Linked DNA regions of Mus musculus: all the other regions are linked to region 4. The links are chromatin contacts, called in public Hi-C, HiCAR-type and HiChIP or PLAC-seq maps. All regions are on one chromosome and are shown on one strand. Each heading gives the region's core, a stretch centred on a gene start, on an enhancer-like site or on the middle of the called end of the contact. The rest is flanking DNA. Distances are from core to core; before and after follow the strand shown. Region 1 overlaps Gm36819 (a long non-coding RNA gene). Region 2 has its middle 67 kb from the start of Gm19510. Region 3 has its middle 5.3 kb from the start of Gm19510. Region 4 overlaps Nsmce2 (NSE2/MMS21 homolog, SMC5-SMC6 complex SUMO ligase). Region 5 has its middle 35 kb from the start of Gm19510.

Region 1 (3,826 bases), core at 477-2,976, 380 kb after region 4:
AGTTTCCACTCCCCAGGGAAGGCTTGGGGCTTATTCCTTGCGCTACCATGGCTCTGTGTAGTAACTTGTGACCTGCAACCTAGCCATTCCCCAAGAGAGCTTGCGTTTCTTCAAACGCAATGCAAGGATCATGGCAATTCATTCCTTAAAAGCTTTGTGTTGGGACAAATACAACCCCAGCCTCACGCAGGCCTGGGGCTGGTGAGTCACATGACAGAAGCCAGCTCTTTATGATTTTTAAAAATATACTGTGGTTCTCATTTTCACACCATTGAAACTACTTGTTGTCTAGGACCCACTCTCTTGAGACTGGCTCATTGGAGTAGAGGACCCTGTCCTTCTGTCTGGCTCTGCCATCCTGGGTAAGTCTCCTTCACAGACTCAGTTTCCCCATCTGCTGATGGTGGTACTCAGCTCTCTACAGAGATCAAGTGATCACAACCAAAGAACACTTGGGATGTGAATGTGAGGAATGGTGTACAATGGTCTTTTGCCTTAATTTTCTAGCGTTTGAGTCTTCTTTACCCTGGATGGCTCTGTGCATCCTTCTTAGCAGCAGGATCTCTGGCCTGAAGGCCAGCCAAGCCTCCAGGACCTCTCATCTGTTGAACACTGAGCAGGCAGCCATGTGCCCAGAGGTGCTCAGTATATGAAGAGTAAACTGCACGGTAAAAGCCATGCATTTACAGAGCATGGTCATGCCACAGAAGCTGGATATGGAAAGATGGCAGCTCTATATGCATATGTAAGGTCAAAGCCCACAAAAGGCCTAGCAAAGGGCAGGGTGATCGTAATGCAGCCGCTGCATTATTCATTCAGAAAGGCAACCGTTGCTCTCTGGCTTTGGGAGACGAGGGGGAGAGTAAACAGACATGGGTCCTTGAAGGGACACAGTTGAACAGCTTAGGGACTGACCTGACTGGGGCAACAGGGAATAAAAGAAAGCAGGCACAAAGGCACAGGCGCAGGAAAGCTGGGACCAGGTGGGTCATGTGCTCTGATAGAACTCAGCAGTTCATTTCATACACCCGTACTAAGGAGCTGGGTTGGCTGTCCACAGCTGAACAAGTGTGTAGTATGCAGCTGAAGGAGGAGGGCAGACTTAACTAGTCTTGGTGGGGGTCTCTATGGGGAGCAGTCTCGGGCTGTGAACACACGGGAGGAGGAAGCTGCCCTGGACATTTTCTGCCAGTATCCAATATCCATGCACCAGGGAAAGGCTTTCTAATTCCCGTGAGTCTGAGGCATTGGTGGCATTGACGTGACCACTTTCGTGGCCCTTTTCCTGTCACCAACAAACATTCACTCAGGACTTTATTCACTCCCCGCAGTACCAGGCATATACGAGCAGAAGCATCCTGTCACAGAGTGACGTCATCTTTCTGGAGTCATCTCCTCTTCCCTCGTCGTCCCACTCATTCCTCTCCTGTGCTGACCACATTCTGGGGAAGGCCTGGAAGAAATGGAAGCCATCCTTCACGAGTCCCCCACCAGGTGCTTGGCACGGTGCTCTGCATCTGATGTGAAGTTCGCACTAAGTCCGGGACTGTAATTCTCCTTTTGCTGACAGTGAAAGAGTCCTCAGGAAAGCAGGGTGCCTTTGCGCAAGGCCAACCAGCAAGAAACAGGACCTGGATGACAGAGCCAGCTGCCTCCCCATATGAGGGCACTGGGAGAAGCGGGGTAGGCAAGGAAGGAAGCGGAGTCATTCACTGCCTCAGGCAACAAGCAATAGATTTCCCTAGATCCCGTCTGCTAGGCACTTAGATGCTTGGAAGCTGAGGCTGCAGAAACTGGCTTCTTTCTGACTCAGAGGTGCCATCTTCAGGCCAGCGGAAGTGTTGCAAACAGGAACAAGCACCTGCCCCTCTGCTCTCCACTAGACAGGCACCACCAGATGCTGGCTGGGGAAGGGACCTTCCATCTTAAAATATTCCAGAGTGAGGCAGAGGGATGGACTAGCTCAGAGTTACAGAGTTAGAGATGGCAGAACAGGAGCTGCACCCCTATGACCCCGTCAGTGACCCCTCACTTTCCAGACTCTCTTTCATCATCTTTCATCATGCATCCTCACTTTCTTCCCACTCTCCTCTTCCTCTTTCTTCTTCCCCTTCTTCCTCCCCTCCATCCGACAGCTGTTATTGAGCACTTTGTAGGTTTTGGGCATAGTCTCCCGCCTGGGATAGGAAGTCTGGGTGCGGGAAAGTCTGCTCTCAGGGATCGTTGTTGAATTGATTAGTTGACATCGTAACTTTCCAACTATAGCTGAGATGCATAGAGCAAGTCTTACCACATTTCAGGCCCTCCATAGAGGCTTCGTCTCACTGACTTCTCACAGAATAGAAGATTCAGCCGTGGGGCAGTTTGGGAGCATGCTCAGTAGGACCCAGTAAGTTGTGGAGCCGTGACTCAAAACCCAGATCCTTTCTACCTCAGAACCAGAGATGTCAACTGCAGTGTTGTATGTCTTCTCTAAAGGATAACCCAGGAAGCAGGCATGTTCTCATAACATTTTGTTCTCTACAATATTTGCTTGTTCTGGGTCTGAGCGAGGTGAAGGCCATCTTCTCCAGTTCCTTGCTTCTGAATTCTGAGGATTTTTATTGAGGTATTGTTAGGTCCTGGTTACTGAGCAAGGTATCAGGCACAGGGAAGGGACTGACTCAGAGAGAATCATGACGTGTAGATGGCAGTGTTACAGAATCAATTAGCAATCATGTCTTTGTAGAAGCACTCCACATCACTGGGAAGGATCCAGTTACATTGTCTGGTAGAAGTGGCCCTCCTCTCCCAGTTGTGTAGTGAATTACCTGAGTGACCAGACATACAGTCCCTGACTCAAGTCTCCTAGAAACACAGGCCAAATTCAAAGAGCTGAGAGACAAAATGGTCACATGAGCCTTTACAGGGCAGCTGAGGGGCCTGGGAATCCTAAGATAAAGACGGGTTTCTGGTCCCCTCAACAGGGGCCATCATCAAGTTTTGAGGAAATGAGCCTCTGTGTTCTGATACCATTTTAGTTTCCATTTCTTCATTAGCTACAAGCTTGCATTTCTCTTAAGTTCACAGGAATCCTGCCTTTGTTCTTCCTTTTTATGGGGAAGGTCTAGCTTCTCCTATGTGTGTGGATGTGCTCATGAGCACGCACGATTGGCTCCTGAAAGTAGAACTCACCAGCTTATAGGTGTCATATCCGAAGCCAGAAGATGAAGTGTGACCATCAGAAGCCACTTAAGGAATTTCTCCACCAAAGCTACAGTGACATCCTTAGACAAGGAAGCCCCATCATGTGCACGTGTCTTAGGCAGAGGGCAGTGCAGCACAGAGATGCGCTTTAACACTTCTCCTCCCTGCCTTTGCTCTGGATAGCATATCTTCACTTCCCAAGAACAGTGTGTGTGTGTCTGTATATGAACATGTACACAGATTTTATGTGCTTAGTGCAAACACACATACCTCAGAGGAATGGATTTCCTAACAGTTCTGCCAGGGCTACAACGGGGGAGGGGACTCTCTAATGCCCTCGAAATTTCCAAGATTCTTTTCTCTTTCAAAAATAACAACTCTTTTAAGATTTCATTTTTCTCTGCCCTGAATAGAACGACAACGTAACAAAAATTGTAACATCGAAGGGAGACAACCTTGGACCCAAGTCTCTGTCCTCCCAGGAAAGGACCGATCAGCCAGTTTTGGGGCTTTATATAAATGATAAGAGGGCCACGGACACATGGTCCACACGGGTTTCGTCACTATGTGAATAAGTCTTGTGAAGACATACCTACCATCCCTCGAGGTGGTTCTAGAAGGGGAGGCCGAGGTGGCCGAG
Region 2 (3,771 bases), core at 1,047-3,546, 280 kb after region 4:
AAGATGACTGAGAGAAGTCAGCCAGTGACCCATGGAAAAGGAGACTTAAGCATCCCATGAGTGCTATGGCTGGTGGAGGGCCTCTTGCTCCAGCTCTTAGTCATAGGAAGTTGCTGAGAAATCGCTGACATATAATCATGTCTCTTTGATGGTCATAACTGTGTGGGGGTGGCCAGCTTTTCCTTTTAAACAAATACACTTGGACGACTTTCAAGATTGTCACCAGGGCAGGTAAGGACTCACTCCAGCATGCTTCTGGGGCATAAGCTTTTGGTGCCCCTGGGCACATTCACGGTCAGATCTGGACTTTGTGGCACTAGGAGTAGGTGGATGGGCCCATGCAAGCTTAGATTCCTGGCCTCCTACCTCAGGCTAAGAACAGGGGCAACTCAGCTCTGTGACAGTAAGGCCAAGGAAGTAGGAGGAAACCCAAGGTCCTGGAAGAGGTACAAGTCACCCTGCTCACAAGCGGACCATAGCAGCCCACACCAGTACCGATCTTTCCTCTCCTTTCTTCCAGCACCTGCTTTATCAGGTCGCCTTAATAAACTTCCTGAAGCTGAAATGCTGTCTCTTGTTCTGCTTTCTGGAGAAGCAAACCCGAAATGGGGACAAGGTTGTTCAGAACTTCTTCTGGACTAAACTCCACAAGCCAAGGCGGGAACTGTGTGTTTCTTCAAACGTAAAATCTTCCATCTTCCAGTGTATCCAGGTGGGGGATACTACATTGGTTGGGGACTAATGTTTAAAATCCACTTTCACCAAGCCTGAGCTTTGAGGACCATTTGGGTCTCACCATTAGCTGTGCCGTCTGGGGCAGCAGCTTGCTTTTCTTATTTCCAGGGGCTTCATATGCAGAACAAATGACAGAGACACTCAGATCCGCTTAGCTGTGCACATCAAGTATATTTGTGGAGTCATTTTGTAGTTGACAGACAAGTGTACAAATGGGAGTCATGACATGTGGAAAACAAGGTGGTAGCCACCAGTGAAAAGGACACAAGCCAGTGACTCCTGAAGTCAGGTTCCCAGAGGAATTTGAACACACTTTTGGTTAGCAGTGCCAGTGTTGGGAAGGCACCCCTTAGAGGTCCTGTTTTAGAGATTCTATTGGTAGAGAGAATTAACTGAGGTCCTATTCTTTTTGTTGAAGTTTATGAACTGATCCCTAAAGAGAAATGGGTATCGCTGGGGACAGGCTAACAGCTGGCATCCATCTTGGTGGGCTGTGGCTCATGGGTGTGACCACTGCACCCAAGCACCTGACAAACACAGATGAAGCAGTCGTTAAGTTCCCAAGGTGTGGAATGGTGGCACACGTGTGTAGGGTGGGTCTTTCTACGTCACTTAACCCACTCTAGAAAGTCTTGTACAGTTCTGCCCAGGAGTCTTGTCTGCTAAGTGATTTTAGATCCCACCAAGCTGGGAACTCAGAAGGGCCACCCATGCAGAAGAGAGTCCGACAAAGGTACCTGAGAACCTGATGCTACAGCAGAGTGTCATGAACCTGGCGTTAAGGCAGAGAGGATGGTACGAAGGCCTTGAGGTGGAAGAGAGCTCAGAGGTGGAGCAAAGTGGGTAGAATTGTAGAGAGGGAGAGGGAGAAAGGCGGGGGGGGGGCAGGAGGCTGACTTAGTTAGAGGTAATGTGAGGTAATCATTTCAACTTTGCAGGCCACGGTCATGGTCAGGCTTAACCTGGCCCCTAGTTATTTTGTGACCTAGGTGTGTGTCCTTTCTTTCTGGGTTCACTTTTTATTGTAGGCAAAAGGGTTGTTTGGACAATTCACTCTCAAGCCTCTCTGTCTGTTGTAAAACAAATCGACAACCAAGACCCACCAGCGCAAACAGCGGCATAGAGACTCTAAGAAGCACAGACGCTAGTGTGCACGCGCACATGCGTGTGTACGTGTGTGTGTACGTGTGTGTGTGTGTGTGTGTGTGTGTGTGTGTGTGTGTGTCTGTGTCTGTGTCTGTGTCTGTGTCTGTGTCCGTGAAGCTCCCACAGAGAGGATCACACCAGATGGGGGCCATCTCTGTAGGCTTCTGCCTGGGCTCACAGATCAGCTTTAGGGTCCACCCGCACAGCACACCACATTTCCATTTGCACAGCAAGGCTGCATCCTTGTCATTTTCTCTCATCCCAGAGTGCCTGGGGCCAGAGGGGACAGGGCAGGGCCCCCGTGTGCCGGAAACTTTTGTTGACCGTGCACATTTCGCTCTACAGGATCAGCACAGCTGCTGTCTTGCCTCATCTCATCTCTGACCCTGAGGGGTGGCCTTCACCCAGTTTGCTAATGTGCTCAGTTCCTCTTTGGGGCATATGCTTGTCCCTCCAAGTTCTCGTGGCTGCGTGGAAGTGGACCTAGGCCCAGAGGGTGACTAAGAGGGGAAGCCCCTGTACTGTGTGGCTCCCAGAGGCTCCTGGTTGTGTAAGGGCCTTTTTTTTTTTTTTTTTGAGGAGGTTGCAGGCAACAGGATGAATCATAGCAAACACACGTGGCTCTAGCAGGGGACAGTCCTTCCTTATGCTGCTGTGGAAAGCAAAGTTTCTTAAAATGAATCAGCAGTGCCTGTACCCCAGGCTGTGGGAGGAGAATGAGGGTTCGAGTTACAGATTTCCAGAGTATTTGGGTGTGGTCCCCAAGGTCTGACAGTTGAGACTGCAGGGACCTAGGTCTCTGGGTCTTTCAGAGATGGAAGGACCTGCATCGCTCACTTGAGTTTTGGCTGGAGACCTGTTACTTAATGTGCAAAAGCTACTTGTCAGGACTGAAGGAGAGATGGGGTGCATTTTCAAGTGAAGAGACATAGGCTCTGAACCTGCAAGTCCCAGAGGGTCTCCTCATCTGGATAACCCAAGAGAGATATTTCTGGCAGCTATTCAGTAGAAAAGAACTCTTCATGCTTTCCCAAGTAGCAAGGCAGAGAGGAAAGTGGCTAGGAACTACCAAGCTTTGAAGTTAGCGTGAAGTTCACATCCCGTATGGTGTTTTGGAGTGAGTCTGCAGACAGCTGAGCCCTGCTTTCTCTTCTGTAAAATCAGGAAACCGTATCTGCCAGCTGAGCACACTGTGAAGAACACAAGCGGAAGACAGGCACCATGGCAGACTTCCGTAATTCCAGCTCTCAGGGTGAGGCGGGGGTGGGGGTGGGGGACGGTGCGAATGGAGATTGTCACAAGAGTGAGGAAGACCCACAAGGCCCCCAGTAGAGGGCTTTATAGAACTCCTCAGTAGACACTAAGAGACCAGGGTGGATAGCCAGGCATTTTGGCTCATTAGCTGTGTGTTTGTAGGTTTGTCTTTTAGTTGATGTGCGCCTGAGTTTCTTCATGACTTCTTAATAGACTTGATGGATGGGATGATCGTTGCAAAACTGAAAGTGGTTCAGAAGCCTGGGACATTCTGAATGCTGACCAGTTAACAGCAAACCCCGCCTCTTCCCACCTTTCTGAAGTCTATTGGGCCTACATTGATATCATCATATTACATCCTAATGATACCAGGCCCTTTCCTTGATCCTTTGGGGGCCCCAGCTCCTAGCCCAATTCACTCCAGCTCTTTAGAAGATAGAAACAAGTGTAACCTACTGCTATCTAACAAAGGTTATCACAGTGTCCGTCATCTTACCAGAGCTCCGGGCGGGACGGGGTGGGGAAGACAGATGAAGTGATCATTATCAGTTTTATCTTTCAAAAGATAAAATGGGCTTCAGAGAGGTGGAAAGAGTCAGGATTTGCTGTGGTCAGCTGGAAAAAGGCACTGGGTCG
Region 3 (4,144 bases), core at 196-2,695, 350 kb after region 4:
TTTTCACCCAAACCCTAACTTATGTGGAAGCTAGTTAAACTCTCCAAAGTCACATGGCTAGAACATTTCACAGATAGGATTTGAACCTAAATCATCTGGTTTGCCACAGGGACCTAAATCTGGGACATAGGCAGAGGGTTTTGATCACCTCGATGTGGATGGAGGGTGACCTTGATTTTGCAGATGTGGTGAGCTGTGGAAGGACTTCATGTTCTCATAGTGGATAGTCTTGAGGTGGATTTCAATTGTACTGTGCAGAGGGAGAGAAGCTGTGGGGTTGGGGTGGGGACCAGTCCCTGGGTCCTGGTAGTAGAGGGATAGTTTCTTCCTTTATCAAATTTGTGACTAGAAGAAGACAATCAGTTGTTTGGTATTTTCCTCCCTTTCCTGGAAGTGCCAAGGCTGCATGAAGAGAAGCTTTCAGAAGCTCTGTGGGTGGCTAGGAACATCTGGCATGGAAGTTGCTAAGCAACTCCAGAGGCCTGCCTTCTGGTGAAGCCTGAGAACTGGCCTGGCCTCCTTGGCCAGTGAAGGACATGGCTTCCTTAAAACACTTGTATCCTGTGCCTTTCAGCATTCTCCTGGTCAGCCTTGGGTGACAGTGATGAGTGTGGACACATAGAATATTATCAAAGCAGACAGTATTTGCTGCAGGCTCTTTCTGGGGACCCTGGGACCAGCCATTGGACACTTGGACTTGGCATTTTGGATATTCCCAACCTGCTCTTTAATGAGTCTAATTTCGTGTGTGGGTGACAATGGGAACAGAAGTAAAGAGGGAAGCTGAGATGTACTGTAGGCTGAATTAACGAATTTCAAATTATATATTGAAGTAAGAATCCTTGTGGCTTCAGAATGTCCCTGTACTGGGGAACAGGCCCCTTAAAGAACTATGTAATGTTTACTGATATCATTGGGGTCGTAATGCTTACTGAGACTCTTGGGGAGGTATATTAATCCAAGAACTGGGCTCTTCATCAAAAGAGGGAACTTGAATCCAGACTTCCTATAGAAGAACACAGGAAGGAGCCAGCCATGAGGCAGCCCAGGAGAGTCAAAGCAAGCCTGCTTACACTCTGCTCTTGGACTTCAGCCTCCAGAATTACAAGAACATAGATCTTGGTTGCCTGAGTCATCCTGGTACAACATCTGCTTCTTCAGCTCTAGCAAGCTATTGGAAGGGGTCATCTCATTCACTGTGCCCCCCGGTCATGGCACTCCCATCTCCATGGGGTCAGTCTAGCCAAACAGGAAGGGATTTCTGGCTAGAGAGGGACTGGGTGTAGGTGACACTGGGCATGGGCCTACAGGGCTGTCATAGGCTAGATGGGTAAGCCTTGCCCTTAGGGAGCTTCTAATCCCATGGAGAGACAAGTACACTGTGAGCTAAGTACCTATGAGTCACTCAGTAATGAAACATTCACATGAGACAGCAAGAGAGGTGAGAGTCCATGGTCCAGGATGATGTCATAGAGGCTTGCTTCAAAGGCTCAGCCTTGGGGCCGACCTGTGCATAACAAGTGTGAGGTCCTGAGTTCAAATCCCACAAATCCTTATAAAAATCCAGGAATGGGTATGTGTGCCTGCAACCACAGGGACTAAAGCAGAGAACAATATAGAAAAGTACTTCATGTCCTTGTCTGGCTTCTGTGTATGCCTACACAAGCATGCACACTCACACACTGTGGTGTATATGCCCACCCCTGTAACATGTATCCCATACCTCTCTCTCTGTCTCTGAATCTGTCTCTGTCTCTGTCTCTCTCTCTCTCTCTCTGTCTCTCTCTCTCTCTCTCTCTCTGTCTCTCTGTCTCTCTGTCTCTCTGTCTCTCTCTCTCTCTCTCTCTCACACACACACACACACATACACACACACACACACACACACACACACACACACACACACACACGATGCAGAGAAACACAGGGTTTTCTCGGGCACTGCAATCAGACACTGGAGGAAAGAGTACCCAAGAGGAGGTGTGTACATGTGAAAATGCTCAGAGGCACTTACTATGATGTCGAAGACCAGGCCTGGAGCTGCATCAGACAGGCCACCACACACGTAGGCTGGGTTCGGGAACCTCAGAAAGAATACAATTTATCAGTCAGTGTGCTGGGCCAGTGATATCCTAGGCTAGTAGGGGGAACCATAGGCAGGTCACTCAGTTTTCTGGGATGTCAACACTCTCTGTTGCAAAAGTAGCAATGATCACAGCTCTTGCCTTGTAGGGGTGCTGTGAAGACTAGGTAGGTGTACTGGCTAGTTTTGTGTCAACTTGACACAGCTGGAGTTATCACAGAGAAAGGAGCTTCAGTTGAGGAAATGCCTCCATGAGATCCAACTGTAAGGCATTTTCTCAATTAGTGATCAAGGGGGAAAGGCCCCTTGTGGGTGGGACCATCTCAGGGCTGGTAGTCTTGGTTCTATAAGAAAGCAGGCTGAGCAAGCCAGGTGAGGCAAGCCAGTAAAGAACATCCCTCCATGGCCTCTGCATCAGCTCCTGCTTCCTGACCTGCTTGAGTTCCAGTCCTGGCTTCCTTGGTGATGAACAGCAGTATGGAAGTGTAAGCCGAATAAACCCTTTCCTCCCCAACTTGTTTCTTGGTCATGATGTTTGTGCAGGAATAGAAACCCTGACTACTAAGACAAATTGGTACCAGTGGAGTGGGGTATTCCTGTGACAACCTGACCATGTTTTGGGGAGGACTGTGGAAGGACTTTGGAACTTTGGGCTTGAAGATCCATCCATTGTTAAGACCTCTGTCGGATGTTGTGTAGGAGCTTGGAAGATAATGTTGAGAACACTGCAGAAGTTGGAGCTCTGGTGTGTGAAATTTCAGAGGGAAAATTAAAGACTCTTTTCAGGGCCATTCCTGTTTTGATTGTGAAGATTCTGTAGTTCTGGTTAGCTGGGGCTGAAGAATCAGCTGTGATTAACAAGATACCAGAACTACTAAAGCAAAAACTTTGCATTACTGGGACTATTGATGCTGGTTAGCTGGAGCTAAGAAATTAGCGGTGATTAAGAAGAGACCAGCATCATTGAGGTGACATCTTCTGGGAAGTATTTTCTGAAAGCACAGTGGCTGTGTTCCAGATATAGCCAAAGTTGTACCTTGTGCTGTGGCTGGACTTGGTAATGTGTAAGGGTCACCCAGGTGGTACTGGTTTTGAAGGCATGAAGGAGTTGAGCAGAGCAGCTGAGGCTTGGCACAGTGAGAGGCCATGGAAGGCCATTGGTGAAAGTGCAGCCTCAGTTGCAATTGATGGCCCAGGACTGAAGGGGTCATGCAGTGTTTTGGAGATGCCAGTACCATGAGATGACCACCAAGAGCAGCAGCAGCAGTGGAGTACAGGCATCTGGAGCCTAGAGGATGACTCGTGTGCTACAAAGGGCCTGGCTGGAGAAGTGACCCAAGCCCTTGGAGGAGCCCAGAAGATCGTGAGTTGGATCCCAGACATTGGACAGTTGGAGATTGACTTTTGCTTTTGATTGTGACTGTGCCCTGATATTTTCCCTCTTGAAGAAAGAAACTGTTTTAGTGGAGCCCACAGTTAAGAGACTTTTAATTGTAAAAAGACTTTGGATTTTAAAAGAGATGGATATTTTAAAGAGATTGAAATTTTAAGCATATGTAAAGACTGTGGGACTTTTAAAGTTATTTAGAATGGGGATGAATAAGATTGTAAGGGTTGAGGCTTACTAGTGATGTTTTTGTGTGTCAAGTTGACAAGGGGTCAATTGTACTGGCTAGTTTTGTGTCAACTTGACACAGCTGGAGTTATCACAGAGAAAGGAGCTTCAGTTGAGGAAATGCCTCCATGAGATCCAACTGTAAGGCATTTTCTCAATTAGTGATCAAGGGGGAAAGGCCCCTTGTGGGTGGGACCATCTCAGGGCTGGTAGTCTTGGTTCTATAAGAAAGCAGGCTGAGCAAGCCAGGTGAGGCAAGCCAGTAAAGAACATCCCTCCATGGCCTCTGCATCAGCTCCTGCTTCCTGACCTGCTTGAGTTCCAGTCCTGGCTTCCTTGGTGATGAACAGCAGTATGGAAGTGTAAGCCGAATAAACCCTTTCCTCCCCAACTTGTTTCTTGGTCATGATGTTTGTGCAGGAATAGAAACCCCGACTAAGACAGTA
Region 4 (3,765 bases), core at 62-2,561:
AGTTAGAAGTCAGACTCTTGCTAACTAATGATGCTTGAAAACATATCAAACTATAAATAATTTGGTCCGGTAGATTATACAACAGAAGTTGGCATGAGATAAGGGGGACAAAAGGTCTGTGCTGGCCATCATTAAATATATATGGATATTTCTTAAGCATGGAAGCAGTATAGGAAAATATAAATTATAGCATATCTCCATATGTGCATGTAACAAGGGTATCTACAGTGAAAGCACAGAGATTCTCTATTGAAACACCTTTTTTAAAAAAAAGATTTATTTATTTATTATATATAAGTACACTGTAGCTGTCTTCAGACACCCCAGAAGAGGGTATTAGATCTCATTACAGATGGTTGTAAACCACCATGTGGTTGCTGGGATTTGAACTCAGGACCTTCGGAAGAACAGTCAGTGCTCTTAACCACTGAGCCATCTTTCCAGCCCCTGAAACACCTTTTAATAAAATTTTTACCAAGTCCTTTTGCTACATCTAGGTGGAGGCAGTGTTGGCTTATATTGGTGTACCTGTGTATGATGAGTTTGTTTGGTGGTATGTCATAAATGTGGGCCAACATCCATAAATGCTTCAGTGCTTCGCAGAATGCCTAGCGTTCTGTCGGGTCTCAGTGCCTGTTTGTTGAAGGAGTGTTCTGAGGACATTTGAGGCAGTCTCTGTAGATTTTTAGGATTAGCCAGGTCCCATAGCTTTTTTATTGAGCTGACCACAAATTAGAAATTAGAATACTGAATCTTCTTACTAAGCAGAATAAAAGCAAACTGTTCCGCTAATATATGCTAAGTGTGCTTAACTTTTAAAGGAAGACTGGAAAGCATTGGGTGTTTTTTATTTACCTAACTGGTCATCTGAAAGTCAATCAATTTATCTGAGACTCTGGGTTCAGTTACAAGAATGACTAATTTTATACTAGATTCTCACATGATTCAAGAAGTGTGTGAATGACTCAGACCATTAATATCTTTCACTCCTGTGATCTCCCCTCCCAGTGCGATGTTGCCTGTAAGGCAGTAATGATAATTGCAGGAGGAGGAGATCTTGACTTTGCCCAGTGGCAATAAAATGACACACTTTTGAGTAATTACATATGCATACAGTATTTTACAGAAGAAATGAGCTATATTATCATCTCATAACTATATTAATATTGTATTTGTATGTTGTGAAAGTAGTGCGCAGTTTCAGTAGAGGTTGAGTTCCACCTTTTGCTTCTACTCGTACCCTCCCCTACTCCCTCCCCAAAAAGCAAACAAACTGGCTTTTGTTCAGTGGAAAGACTTGCCAGCAGAATAAGTAAGTGAGCTCATTGTATGTCCCTTGCTGACAGAGGAAACACTGCAGTCACAAGCGTCCAGGTTTGAGTGTTAGTTAAAATGTAGCTAAGTGACCAGAGAGATGGCTCAGAAGGTAAAGGTACTTGCTACCAAGCCTGATGACCTGAGTTCAGTCTCCCAGACCCTCACAGTGGAAGGGAGAAAACAATACCCAAAGTTGTCCTTTGGCCACTTTACATGGTCAGTGTAGCATGTACATGCCCACATGCATACAAATCAATAATAAAATAAAATGCAGCTAATTACTCACAATTGAGGTTTGAGCCTAAACTGAGCAGCTCATTGAAGACTGTTTGGTGATTTGTGTGTTTTCTGCATTACTGCCTCATCTTTTTGAAATGAATCATTGAATAAGGTCTGGGTATTTGGCATGAGCTTCTGTGCTTTGCGCTACTCTTGCCAGAGTCCCAGATGACTCACACTGAGTCGGATAGGCACTTCTCAGTCTGTGTTTAGCTCAACCTCTCTGAGACATTTGACACATCTAAAACATTTCTTCCCAAAATTTTGGGGTACTTGCTTTTGTTGCCTTGTTAACTCTTATGGGTTTTTAACTCTTCTAGCTGCCTGTTAAATGTAATATTCTCCAAAGTTCTATCCTAGTCGTCTTTGTGCTTCCACTTATTCAGTCTCCTTGGTGATCTCATTCATTTCCATGGTTTCCATTAAAATCTATTCGTGGAGGCCTCCATGTGGGTGTCTCCAGTCTTAACAGTGTAGACCTGCGAATCCAGCCTCCTTGCAGATCCGCCTCTATAATGATAATCACAATAATAATCATGACAACAATAGCAGCTTCTTATTATAGAACACTGTGTCAGGTGGCTAAGGGCTTTATTGCTTTGTTCCATTTATTTTGAGCAACTATGAAAAATTAATACTGTTATTTTCTACCACTATGAGTGGAAATTGGTGTTGGATGTATAAAGTGCCTTTTCTAAGATCATAGCAGAGTTTTATATTCCAAGATCAAATTTTTAATCTTAACACCTTAGATTAGCCTGTCCAGGTGGATTCTATATTGTCTTCTTGTACACACATACCTTCTATTGCCCTCTGCTGTACATGAAAGGACACTTGAGAGCTGGAAATGGAATTCGATGGTCCATCTCTTCCCTAGCCTGAGACAGATCCTGGGTTTATCCCAAGCACTAGACATTCAAATTCTGCAGGCACAGAAGCACTGTGTTTACTTATTGTTGCTTGGTTTTTTGTTTTTGTTTTTTCAGACAGGATCTTAGTCAACATACCTTGGCTTTAAACTGTGTGGCCAAGGGATGCCCATGAACTCCTTGATCTTCCTGCTTTCACTTTCTCATACTGAGATTTCAGGGCCAACATGAGCATGCAACCATGCCCAGTTTCAAAATTCACACACACACACACACACACACACACACACACACACACACAGGGGGGGGGTGAGGGAGGGAGGTTAGTTATTTTACAAAGCAGAAAATGTTCCTTGTAAATTGAATTTCTAATTTAAAGTCCATAGCCTGCATTCTTCTGTGCAGCAGCCATCTAGAGCAAATAGCAGCTCTTTTACATCAATTTGCACTGTCTTGGCTATTCCCTAAGATTCTGTACGGATCTTTGCTAATCCAGTTCTGAGCACTCCAGTATGTGGTAAAGACCACTGTTCACAGCTGGGCAGTAGTGGCACATGCCTTTAATCCTAGCACGCAGAAGGCAAAGGTGGGCATATCTGTGAGTTCAAAGCCAGCCTAGTTTACAAACAAGTTCCTGTGTTCCCAGCTCATATCTTCATGATTCTTGATTTTTTTTTCAAGTGCAATCCATTGCTTGCTCTTGGTATTTTCATTTATGTTTCCCTGTTGCTTCTTTCTCTATCTTCAGACATGCTAAAGCAGCTGTGCTCTTGTTGACAGGGAAGAAATCCAACTTTTGATCATCCAAAGTTTAAACATAAGTAGAGTTTTGTTGTTTCAACATCACTGAAGTATATACTTCTGGCCCCTAATAAAGAAATGACAAAAATCTAAGCTTACCAGAGATTGTCTGAGACCATAGCCTGAAGTAGAACCAGGTCTGTTCCAAGGTCCATGCCATGTTACCTATCTCACTTGAAGCTGCTGTCATCCTCTGTACAAATGACATGACTGCCTCTGCTTCCCATGACTTGGTTCCTGCTGCTTGGCTCCTCCTTCCCACTACAGTCTCAGAATTCTCTTAGTTCTGGCTAGCCTGGCAAAAGAAGAAGGGAGGGAAAGGACCAGGAGCGAGGAATGCCACAGAAGGAAGGAACAGTTTTTCTCAAGATAATACTTGTTTTAGCAAAAGGGAAACAAAGCTCAAGGTAGAAATCATTGAAGGCAACACTGAGCGTCCCTGCCAGGCGCTTACATACCACAGAGCAGCTACTGACTGCCTAACCTGCTGGCCAAGAGC
Region 5 (3,739 bases), core at 348-2,847, 310 kb after region 4:
TTAGAAAGTTGGATAACTTCAGACTCACCAGTAAGTGCATAGGGTGCAATACATTTGTGAGACCTTGACAAACCAATATAAAGTCTGTTGGAGATTGGTTCTAATGCTTTGATCCAATTGGGAATCTGTATGGCCTTATCTAAGGGTCCTTGTCCCCAATCGGTTTTTGATCAAGCAATAAAGATGCCACTGGCTAATGGTTGGGAAAGGGGTGACAGGGCAGGGCTCTTAGAGTTGCTGTGGGGGAGGAGATGGAGGATCGCCATGATGCAGTGGGAGGTGGAAGAGATTAAGAGCTGCAGAGGGAAGATCATCTGAAATGTAGGAGGAAAGGGAAGCAGCCCCTGACAGGGCTGCCCAGAAGTGTCTTGGGCAGTAAAGACCAATGGGCCTCACAGAAGGTAACAGGGCAGCAAAGTTAAAGGTAGATTTAGAAGGTGTTGAGCCAGGAATACTGGAGGGAAAGTATGCTAGCCGTGGGAGGATTAGAACTGCCCAGCCATTAAGCTAGACAGCATATTAAAAATAAGCTAATGTGTGTGTGTGTGTTCCATTTGCAAATCCAAAGAGTTCCTGGGCAAGTAGCTGGAAGCATATGACCTGCTGGGTGCACAAAAACGGTGTAGCTAAAAACTCACCGCTACAGAATCCACTGTCTACTTGGAAAACATACATTTATTAATTACTCTATGTGGTCCACATTTAATATTGTCCAGCATGCACCAGACATCGGAGATACAGAAATGAATCAAATTCTATTTAGGGTACTGAGTGTGAGACTGGCGTTTGGAGACTGAAATGCTAGCTTCATATGCTGCCTGCATGACTAGAGTAGTTACCTACTGAGTCTTAGGCTCCTCATCTGTAAAATGGGTCTCATAGTAGCAGCACTGTCCTCAGGGGTTAGTGGTGACGATAGATGTGGGAAGCCTCATGGTAAGTGAGCTAATTTGAGATTTAGAGCAGTGCCTGGCATATAAAGAATGCTATGCAAGGTATTTCCTCAAGGAATTAAGTCTGTTGGCAGAGGACACCTCTCTCTCTCTCTCTCTCTCTCTCTCTCTCTCTCTCTCTCTCTCTCTCTCTCTCTTTCTCTCTCTCTCTTTCTCCCTCTCCCTCTCTCTTTCTCTCCCCCCCACTCTCTCCCTCTCTCTGTTGCTGTTGCTTTCTTCATTTAAGGAACTGAAGAGTTGATCAGATCTATTATGTTCTTCATGTTGTGTTTGGGGCAGAGGACTCTCTTTCCTTCTTGCCTCCCATCCTATGGAGTAAGACTCCATCATGAGAAAAAAAAAATAGACTCAAAGCACGCTATGGTTGCCTCTGCTTTACACTATCAATAACAAGACTGGGTGAGAAGAGGCTGGGAATGCAAGGTGCTTGGAGAGTGTTCAGCAAAATGCCACCCACTGGCCTGGGAGGGGAGGGGGTGAGTGGAGGGAGGAATAGTTTCCATTTTTGTCAGGGACCTCACTGTCCTGTGGAGCAGATGTAGCTTTCAGCCTCTGGCAGTGAGGATGGCAAGACAGAGCAGAACAGAGCCCATATTTGGCCAGGGAAGAAGTTCACTTCTCTCCACACCCTCTGACTCACCCTCCCGGCCCGCCAGCCTGGGGCTGAGCTCACAGCCCTCTGACTCAGGCACTGTGGGGTACCCTCTTCAGAGAGGGAGGTTGTCCCAGCACCGAGCTGCAGCCTCGGTTGGGACTCTTTCTCTTTATTAGTTCCTGCTTGTTCTGGGGCTGAGCCTGATGCTGTCTTTGCTGCTGCCCCTCACAAAAGCCCTTTCCACAGAGGATGGGCAGCTCTGAAGAGACCCTTGCATGCAGAAATGGGTCCTGCAAGGTTTGACTTTGTTTTGGGATGTCACCCTTGTGTCTCCCCCTGGAGTAAGCAGTAGACAGTCACTTGGATAGATGGAAGAGTTTTTCCTCTGATGGCAGGAAGGGGGGGGTGGTGGTGGGAATAAAGGGGTGGAGAGGTAGGAGTTCTTGACTCTATGTGACCTCACCCCTTTTTAGGTTTCCTAGCTACATGTGTTAGCCAATCTCACAGGAGATAGCAACTGTATAGGGAACTTTCCAGGCTGCAAGAGCACACGCTCAGAGGAGCTGTATTCGTTCCCTTATTGGTTTTTGTGTGGTCCCTGGAGATTAAGCACTGCTTCTCCTTGGAGCTGGTGGAAGTCCAGACTCTCAGCTCTGACCTGGCCAGCTGGTTGTGTTGTGATTCTTCTCCTGAGGACAGACAGGCATGATGAACTTTGGTCAGCTCTGAATACTTGGACATCTGCTGAGTTTCACACCCCAGACCTATTTCCAGAGGTTGTCACCTTACTGGGCTCAGGTGCATCCTGGACACCTTCAGAGTTGCCTGGGTGACTCAAAGGTGCAGGAAAAGGTCTCCACCATGCTAAGTGAGTCAGGGTGATGCTGATAATCCAGGCCACACACTCCAGTGCATTTAACATCTGGTCGGGCACAGAAAGGAGCCAGCCAGGCTAGGCTTAGCACATGCAAACACATGTGAACCGCAGAAGATGGAGGGTGACTGTTATCAGGGTGACACAGCCCAGCGCTACTGGCTACTGACCTGAAACCAATTGGATTATTGGCACACCTGAATGCACAGCACATGAAACCAGGGGGCCGCACGCATCTCCTGGAGTTTTGAGAAATGCCAAGAAATAGGGGCTGGGGAGATGGGTCAGTGGGTCACTTGATGCACGAGTGTGAAGACTGACCAGGATCCATTAAGAGCCAGGTGGGCAAGGTGGCCACCTGAAATCTCAGCATGTGGGAGGTAGAGATGTGATCCTCAGAGCAAGGTGGCTAGCTAGACCAGCTGAAATAGCAAGTACTAGGTTTAGTGAGAACCCTTGCCTCAGTGTAGAAGACAAAGAGCAACAGAGAGTCAGTATCAACCTTGGGCAGGTACACATTCGCCTGCACACATGTGTATCTACACATATATGAATGTGCATACACTCGAATACATGTAACACACCCACACTCAAAAGAGAGAAAAACAAATGCCAGAAGTAGAGCTTTTCATGAAATGCCTTCTGATTTTAACTGTGATCTCACATCCAAGACTTGCATAGGTTGAAGCCAGACAGGGGTCCAGCACTGAGAGGCAGAAGTAGACACAGGGTCCCACCTTTAAAGAAGTTATTTGTAGTTATTACCCACAGACAAAAGGGGTGTCACTGGGTATATCAACCACACTCCCAGGCAGCCCCATGCCCAGTAGTAATTAAACAATACAAAGCAAACTCCATTTTATTTCAAAGTATGCTGTGCTCTAAGCAGAATAGTCTAAATGTGGCCTGAGGTTTACACACACATACACACGCGCGTGCGCACACACACACACAGACACACACAGACACACACAGACACACACAGACACACACAGACACACACAGACACACACACACACACACACACACACACACACACACACACACACACGATCTCTATCCCAACTCTGGTGATCACCTGCTCCAGTTTTCCAAAACTCTCCTGTCTGTAGCATTAAAGGCCCTTATCTTACTCAAACAAGGATGGAGGTCTCAGGGTAGTGGCCCTAGTAAAGTGTTACTTCCTGGCTTGCTAGCATCAACTGTGCAACCTACCACACCCATGTCTGAAACTTGGGGTTTTATACCTGTTTACTTGTGGTGGTGGTCATCTGACTTAATCATTATGGGCTTTGCCTCATTAATAATATGGAGGCA

The links. A called contact is a pair of places that touch in the nucleus more often than the background predicts. HiCAR-type assays count read pairs that join an accessible place to other places. HiChIP or PLAC-seq counts read pairs in DNA pulled down with a chosen protein or histone mark.
Region 1: a contact with region 4 is called in a HiCAR-type map of fibro-adipogenic progenitors, with 4 times the contacts expected there. The contact joins two enhancer-like sites. A contact is called at or near these places in 1 of 15 datasets of contacts at CTCF or cohesin (CD8 T cells), 7 of 115 datasets of contacts at active chromatin or transcription factors (astrocytes, a beta-TC-6 cell line, embryonic stem cells and 2 more) and 1 of 9 other capture datasets (embryonic stem cells).
Region 2: a contact with region 4 is called in a Hi-C map of muscle stem cells, with 2.6 times the contacts expected there. The contact joins two enhancer-like sites. A contact is called at or near these places in 1 of 484 Hi-C or Micro-C datasets (muscle stem cells) and 1 of 9 other capture datasets (bone marrow-derived macrophages).
Region 3: a contact with region 4 is called in a FOXA1 HiChIP or PLAC-seq map of pancreatic cancer cells. The contact joins two enhancer-like sites. A contact is called at or near these places in 1 of 484 Hi-C or Micro-C datasets (muscle stem cells) and 3 of 115 datasets of contacts at active chromatin or transcription factors (differentiating embryonic stem cells, extraembryonic endoderm stem cells and pancreatic cancer cells).
Region 5: a contact with region 4 is called in a FOXA1 HiChIP or PLAC-seq map of pancreatic cancer cells. The contact joins two enhancer-like sites. A contact is called at or near these places in 2 of 115 datasets of contacts at active chromatin or transcription factors (pancreatic cancer cells and stem cell-derived neural progenitor cells).

What each region holds. Positions count from the first base shown.
Region 1 is chr15:59,826,830-59,830,655 of GRCm38.p6, forward strand. Gm36819 (a long non-coding RNA gene) reads left to right here. Exons shown (of 3, transcript XR_384128.2): 2 at 293-362; 3 at 1,332-3,826. Among named protein-coding and RNA genes, the nearest start is that of Gm36819, 5.3 kb to the left of the region's middle. Within about 2 kb of position 1,727, at least 93 of the 459 cell types and tissues checked have an H3K27ac peak or open chromatin away from gene starts, as enhancers often do. A contact at or near this core is called in astrocytes, fibro-adipogenic progenitors and pancreatic cancer cells, where this site is marked.
Region 2 is chr15:59,725,980-59,729,750 of GRCm38.p6, forward strand. No RefSeq gene overlaps it. Among named protein-coding and RNA genes, the nearest start is that of Gm19510, 67 kb to the right of the region's middle. Within about 2 kb of position 2,297, at least 184 of the 459 cell types and tissues checked have an H3K27ac peak or open chromatin away from gene starts, as enhancers often do. A contact at or near this core is called in bone marrow-derived macrophages and muscle stem cells, where this site is marked.
Region 3 is chr15:59,798,231-59,802,374 of GRCm38.p6, forward strand. No RefSeq gene overlaps it. Among named protein-coding and RNA genes, the nearest start is that of Gm19510, 5.3 kb to the left of the region's middle. Within about 2 kb of position 1,446, at least 49 of the 459 cell types and tissues checked have an H3K27ac peak or open chromatin away from gene starts, as enhancers often do. A contact at or near this core is called in pancreatic cancer cells, where this site is marked.
Region 4 is chr15:59,447,165-59,450,929 of GRCm38.p6, forward strand. The region is part of intron 3 of Nsmce2 (NSE2/MMS21 homolog, SMC5-SMC6 complex SUMO ligase); the gene reads left to right. Among named protein-coding and RNA genes, the nearest start is that of Nsmce2, 75 kb to the left of the region's middle. Within about 2 kb of position 1,312, at least 160 of the 459 cell types and tissues checked have an H3K27ac peak or open chromatin away from gene starts, as enhancers often do. A contact at or near this core is called in astrocytes, bone marrow-derived macrophages, fibro-adipogenic progenitors and 2 more, where this site is marked.
Region 5 is chr15:59,758,219-59,761,957 of GRCm38.p6, forward strand. No RefSeq gene overlaps it. Among named protein-coding and RNA genes, the nearest start is that of Gm19510, 35 kb to the right of the region's middle. Within about 2 kb of position 1,598, at least 148 of the 459 cell types and tissues checked have an H3K27ac peak or open chromatin away from gene starts, as enhancers often do. A contact at or near this core is called in pancreatic cancer cells, where this site is marked.